Regions from separate parts of the Anas platyrhynchos genome. Here region 2 is linked to region 1. The links are chromatin contacts, called in public Hi-C maps. All regions are on one chromosome and are shown on one strand. Each heading gives the region's core, a stretch centred on a gene start, on an enhancer-like site or on the middle of the called end of the contact. The rest is flanking DNA. Distances are from core to core; before and after follow the strand shown. Region 1 overlaps ADAP1 (ArfGAP with dual PH domains 1). Region 2 overlaps ADAP1 (ArfGAP with dual PH domains 1).

Region 1 (2,888 bases), core at 301-2,800:
TCCCGTCCCAACTCCAGCTGGGACTTTTCTACCAAAAAGCCATGCCCAATCCCTCGGAGGGCACTCGCAGTGTTAGAAAGAAGCGCCCACTGACAGCTAAGACCCAACACCTAAGCAAGGGGAAGCCGGCCAAGAAAGCCACCAGAAGAGCCCAGGGCAGCAGCATCCACACGAGGCACAGCCTGAGCTGCTCTCATCACCGCTGCAGCACAAATTAATTCCCAGCTTTGCAGGGAAGGCCACTACCTGCCAGGGTTGTATCAGCAAAACCGCTACGTGCCCGATAGCGCCTGAACGAGACAGAGCTGGACAGGGATCCCAGCCCTCACAACACGGGGCTGACAGGAGTCAGACAGGCTGCAGGTTCTGCCCAGCTGATAAGTCGTAAAAACGTGAGATTTGCTTCACACGAGGCAGAGATGCTGCTAGGGCTCTGATGGCTGGTGGCTGCCCTCCGGAATGGCAAGTGGCTAAGCAGCGGGGATGGTTTCAGAGCCTTGCTGCGGCTGACACGGGGGAAACACTGCCAGCTCGTCAGGGGCTGGAGAGCTGGGTCTGGAGGAAAGGACCCTGGTGCCAAAGAAGAGAGAGGGAAGACAGCACGTGGAAGATGGTGACAAATGCAAAATACAAGGTGATGCAGGAGGAAACACAGTCTTGTAGTTCAGAAACACCCGCCTGGGTTTGCCCAGCTCAGCAGAGTGCGCTGGGCACAGAGCTCAGCCCTCAGCAGCACAACCTCGGAGCAACTCCTCACGTTTTGGCTGCAGGTTGCATTCCCTCACTCCTCTGGAGGGTTTTGTTACAAACATCTGAATGGCACAGGGTGGAAGGGTGCTGCAGGCATTCCCTGTTAAACTTGCTCTCCTCCACAATTATTATTTTTTTTTTTTTGTGTAATTTCTCTTAACACTTCAGGAGCAGGGAATAAAAAACTCTCCGCATTTCCCCAAAGAGGATCTCAAATTCAAATAACTGGAAATTTGTAAAGCCCACACAACACTTGCCCCAGCACACAGGCATCCTAATGGTTTTATACAAAGAGGTGGAAGCACACAGAGGTTTGGTGAGCTGCCGAGGACAATACTGTGAGCCAGTGCCAAGGCCAGGCTGGAAGGCTAGGTTTTCATGCCCTCATGTGTATGGACATTTGCATCATTTTGATTTCCCTTTTTCCAGCCCTTTGTGGCAAAACACAGTTATCTGAATTCCACTCCAAGGGAGAAAAAAATAAATTAATTAAAAAAAATAACAATAATCAAACAAAAAACCCCAACATAATAGCAAATGCAATCCCTTTCCATAGTTCATATGCCAGATCTTTCCAGAACCATTGCCTCTGCAAAAGAGCTCCTGGCTGCTCGGACAAAGCCAGCTGCTAATTTTGCTGTACTTTGGCACAGATTTTCTTAAATCCTTTACTTGCTTCTTTTCTTTCTTTCTTCCTCCAGGGCTGTGTCCTCGGGAGCTGTTCCTCTGCTCTGTCCAAACGTGCTGCCTGCACCCCTGTCAGCGCTGATTAAATGCAAAACACAACAAACTGGACGTGAACTGAACATGAACTCATCCAGCTTCCCCAGGCAAACAGTATGTCAGCAAGACGTGTCCTCAGCAGCCCGATCTAAAAGATTGCAAAAACAGCTGGAGAAAGAACTGCAGGAGGCTGGAGAGGGGAGCAGATCTCAGAGCTGAGGTACCAGAGTCCCTCCTCGCCTCTGCACTACCTTACCAACAGCTTCCAGAGTAAAGGTACCTGGTCACATTTAGACCTTCATGAAGGTTGTTCTGCTCGTGCTGAAGCAAAACAACCCCCAGCCCTGCCACACTTGCCAATTCGTAGCACTAGGGCACGTTTGTATCCTCTCCCAAAGGACGTGGCCGCCTGTCGACGCCGCGCTTGATCACCAGCACCCAGCCGTGGCTGCAGAAAGAACTACCTGACGGAGACCTGCTGGCCAGCACCCTTTAGAAATAACACTCTCTCACTTCAACCACCTGCCAAAACGAAAAACCAAACTGTCAGCTCTGCCACAAAATGGGGACACTTGTAAAAAAGCCGCCAAACGGTTGTGACAAAGTTGGCCAACAAACAGCACGCACGTTACCTGAAATGGCACAGCCCTTAGGGTGCTCCAGCCCAACCCAGTTTCTCACCATCCAAGGGGCTACAGAGGAAGCACGGGAGAGGATTTGCTCTCAAGACAGTCTAACACAGATACCATCTTTCCATCTGACTTCCTCCAGCAATTTGTCCAAGTTCCCTATTTTTAAGAAGAGGGATATTGCTACTTCCCCAGCTCTGAGCGCCGTTATGGTGTGTGCTTATTGATGGGGCTTTTGGCATGTCTGAGCATGCGGATTATAGGAAGTACCCAAAATGACTCTTTCAGTTTCAGCCTTTGTTCTCAGAAAACAAAGAAACTCATCCCAAGAGAAGGACAATCACATGCACTGCCTTGGAAAAAAAAAAAAAAATCACGCATGGATTTTGCTTTCCCTCATTCTATGTAAAACACGATAAACTTGTACTTGAACCACATCTGCTCTTCAGTTTCTTTGGTGCTCTACTTTGCAATTTCAGTTGGGAACGGAACTTTTTGTTTCCAGGACATTTCTAGGTCAGTGGTAAAACCAGAAACATGCTTCTATATCCAAACCAAGCACAGTGATAAAGCCAATACTGTGCCCAAGAACAAGTGCATTACTGTGTTGGTTTTTTTCTTGGTCTCACTGCAAGACAAAGCATGGAAGGCTGAAAAAGAGGAAAAAATTTACTCGTGTGTGCAATCCAAGAACAATTGCATTTTCCTAGAGATTGGGCAGGGCCCCTCCACCTACTGAAGTCAGTTTTCTTTTCTCAAGACAGTCAGACAAGGTGCTCTGACCCC
Region 2 (2,931 bases), core at 200-2,699, 33 kb after region 1:
TTTTTTTTTATTACTTCCATGTTTTGGAGGACCTTGAGTTTACATATGCAGTCTACTCAAAAAAAAAAAATCAGGGAAGGGAAAGCCCATGCAAAACAAAAGCCTATTTTCCTCACAAAACACATGACTGAGAGCTGTGGCTTTCAGAAAAACCTCAAATCTACAAAATAAGATAAAAATCAATGACTGTTAGCATTCTCTATGCCTTTAAAGATAACGACAGTCAAAGCATATAGGTTTCCTGGTTGGTTTTAGCAGCATCATCCAAATCTATTCAGGTGTGTTGTATAAATACAGAGAATTTATGTTGCAGGGGTTCAATTCTTCAGGACACTGTGTTTAATAGCTTTCAGTGCTAAGTGGAAGAGAGTCAGAAACAGCTGAGCTGGGCAGGAATGGTAGACTACAGCTGGAGGTAACATGAGAAAATGAAGAGGATCCATTTAGAATTAATAATTTCTACACACACTATTTTAATGATATTTTATAGGGGTAGGGGAAATCCTCCCAATTTCTTCATGAAATGGTTATTCAAGTTTTCAACCAGATCTCATAAGTATAGCACCACAGATTTCATTCCCGCATTTTGGAATTTAGTTTCCTGGGATCACATTTGCTGTAGTATCTTTAGAGAGGACTTGGTTTTACTGTTTTGCTGGCGAGGAAGCCAGAGGATAGGTGGCATTTAGATCAGTGATGTAAAACAACGACCCAAGCTCACCGGCATTTCAAGCCCGAGACGCACATACCTCCACTTGAGCATCATCCCAGTCATCCAGACGGACAGACTTCACTTTGCTGACTTGTGGAATGTTGCGATGGATTCCTGAACAATTCAAACAAATGAAGATCCCTAGGCTATGGGACGCCCAGTCTGGATCTGAAAGGAAAACAGAAAGAAAATTGCACTTGGCTGGTCTATTAAATTCAGCACAGGAGGCAGGAGAGGTGGTCAGGACAGGGGATGGCAGGGGAGGTCAGGAGTCACCAGGGCTGAGTTCCGATTGTAAAGGTATCAAATAAACATACAAGGAGAAGGTCTATGTTAATTTAAACTAACAGTTATACCAGTTACACTAATAATTAACAGAACTGCAACCTCAGGAGCAGCAGTTATTCACACAAACCCAATACACACACAACTGCATGTGCCCAAGAACCCCAAAAGTCAATCCACACTCACATGAAGAACAAAATGTCTCCCTTCACCAGAAAATCCCACCCAACGAGGCCTGTGTGGACCAAAACTGCCCTACAAAACAAGCAGCTCGGGGAAACCCTTATACTGCTTCTCTGCTTTGACAGTTCTTACTTTATTTATTGTTTTTTTGTTTGTTTGTTTGTTTTTTACAGTGGAAATGCAGCATACAGACTTTCCTCCCACAGTCGTGGCTGCACAGCAGAAAAGGCCTCTGAGCCAGGAGGGTTTCCAGCCCTCGCCTTAATGGAAAAAGGCTGCTGGTGGCGGCTCTGTGCTTTCTCTGAGCTGTTTACAGCCCTGAGCTGACGTCTCACACAAAGCACTTGAAACACACGTCCCTCGTCTCCAAATTCCTCCTCAGGAGAGCTGCTGCCAGCCTCGAGGCAGTGCCCAAAACGTAGACACGAAGCGGCGGAGGGCAGGACGCATCCAGCGGCGTCCCTCAGCACCAGTAAGGCCGATACAGGCCTCTTCGTCTGAACCCCGACCGGCAAATGTCAGCGCCTGCCACTCCAGCTGCACCCCAGAAGAAAAAGCTCCCTGACAAGTCGCCAGGCGAGCCACAAACCCATCACACAACCGCTGCTGGCTCCTCCGCCTCCTCCCTGTGGAGATCGGCTCCCAGCACGGCCGCTCGCCTCAGCCTCCCTACAGCAGCAGGGGCCTGGGGGCCGCCCAGGCCTAGGCTGCCCCCGTGCAACGAGGGCAGGCCTTGCTGCCTCACAAACCACCAGCAGTTGTTTATTTCCCCACAGTAATTTGCTGAACATTTGCTCCTCACGGAGCAGCAGTTATGTATAACAGCAGGGGGATGCACGTTCTCCTCACACACGGGTACGGCCTGGCTGTGTCAGTGCAGCAGGGACAGGGAGCGGGGTGGCGCGGGGCACCACAGCTCTTCTGGGTGGGCAGCCCCTGCCCGTGGGGACAGCCACCAGACCCCATCACACCACGGAGGGGACAAATCCAGTTCCCTGGTCGTGTTTAGCTATAAAATCATGAGCTAAGTGAGCAGCCCCATGGGACACAGCTGGGTGTCCACCCTGGAGAGGAAACCGAATTCCCAAGTTGCTGCAAGTCCCACAGAGCCAGCAGCCACATCACAGGGGACTAGTGGCCAGATATAAAGGTGCTTTTTAGTATTTCATGTGGCCTCCCATCCTCGTGCAAGACTCCAAACACTACAGCTGAAGTGTGGCAAAGAAAAAACCGTGCAAGTCAACCTCAGTATACAGCAGCAGGAACCAAGTGCCAGCAGCATCCAGCAATAGCAGTGAGGGCAGAGGGTGCTGTGTGCCATCAGCCCAGATCCCTGGGTGCTCACCTGGGGCTGACTCTCCTTCACATCACAAAAGAAGCACTCAGCAGACATCCACCCCAATTACAAAGGTTGCTGCCAGTTACAGAATTACAGGCTTGCAACAAGAATCATATACTGCAGCACCACTGTCCCATGGCATTCCAGGAGCTGCTTTACAAACCCAAAAGCTGGTTCAGTTGTAAGAAGAAACAAAGAAATAGACAAAAAAGGGGCACATGGAGCTCATCATAATGTCCCCATCTCTAGCCATGAGTTATAGGTCTATCGTCAAACATAGTCCAACCCAAAGCCTGCTGAAGTCATGCTGCAGCAAGTAGAGAGGGTCAAAATGGCCATGGGAAAGGTCTGATAGCAGCAGAGAGGGATCAGGCATGAGGGATGGCGAGAGGGTCTGTGGGATGGGGTGACC

The links. Hi-C and Micro-C count contacts between places; a contact is called where the count stands out from the background.
Region 2: a Hi-C map of subcutaneous adipose tissue shows a contact between it and region 1, with 2.0 times the contacts expected there. The contact joins two enhancer-like sites. A contact is called at or near these places in 4 of 8 Hi-C or Micro-C datasets (F1 follicle, liver, skeletal muscle and 1 more).

What each region holds. Positions count from the first base shown.
Region 1 is chr15:14,128,836-14,131,723 of IASCAAS_PekinDuck_T2T, forward strand. The region is part of intron 4 of ADAP1 (ArfGAP with dual PH domains 1); the gene reads right to left. Among named protein-coding and RNA genes, the nearest start is that of GET4, 27 kb to the left of the region's middle. Within about 2 kb of position 1,551, at least 1 of the 8 cell types and tissues checked has an H3K27ac peak or open chromatin away from gene starts, as enhancers often do. A contact at or near this core is called in subcutaneous adipose tissue, where this site is marked.
Region 2 is chr15:14,162,177-14,165,107 of IASCAAS_PekinDuck_T2T, forward strand. ADAP1 (ArfGAP with dual PH domains 1) reads right to left here. Exons shown (of 11, transcript XM_072023792.1): 2 at 750-880. Among named protein-coding and RNA genes, the nearest start is that of ADAP1, 18 kb to the right of the region's middle. Within about 2 kb of position 1,450, at least 1 of the 8 cell types and tissues checked has an H3K27ac peak or open chromatin away from gene starts, as enhancers often do. A contact at or near this core is called in subcutaneous adipose tissue, where this site is marked.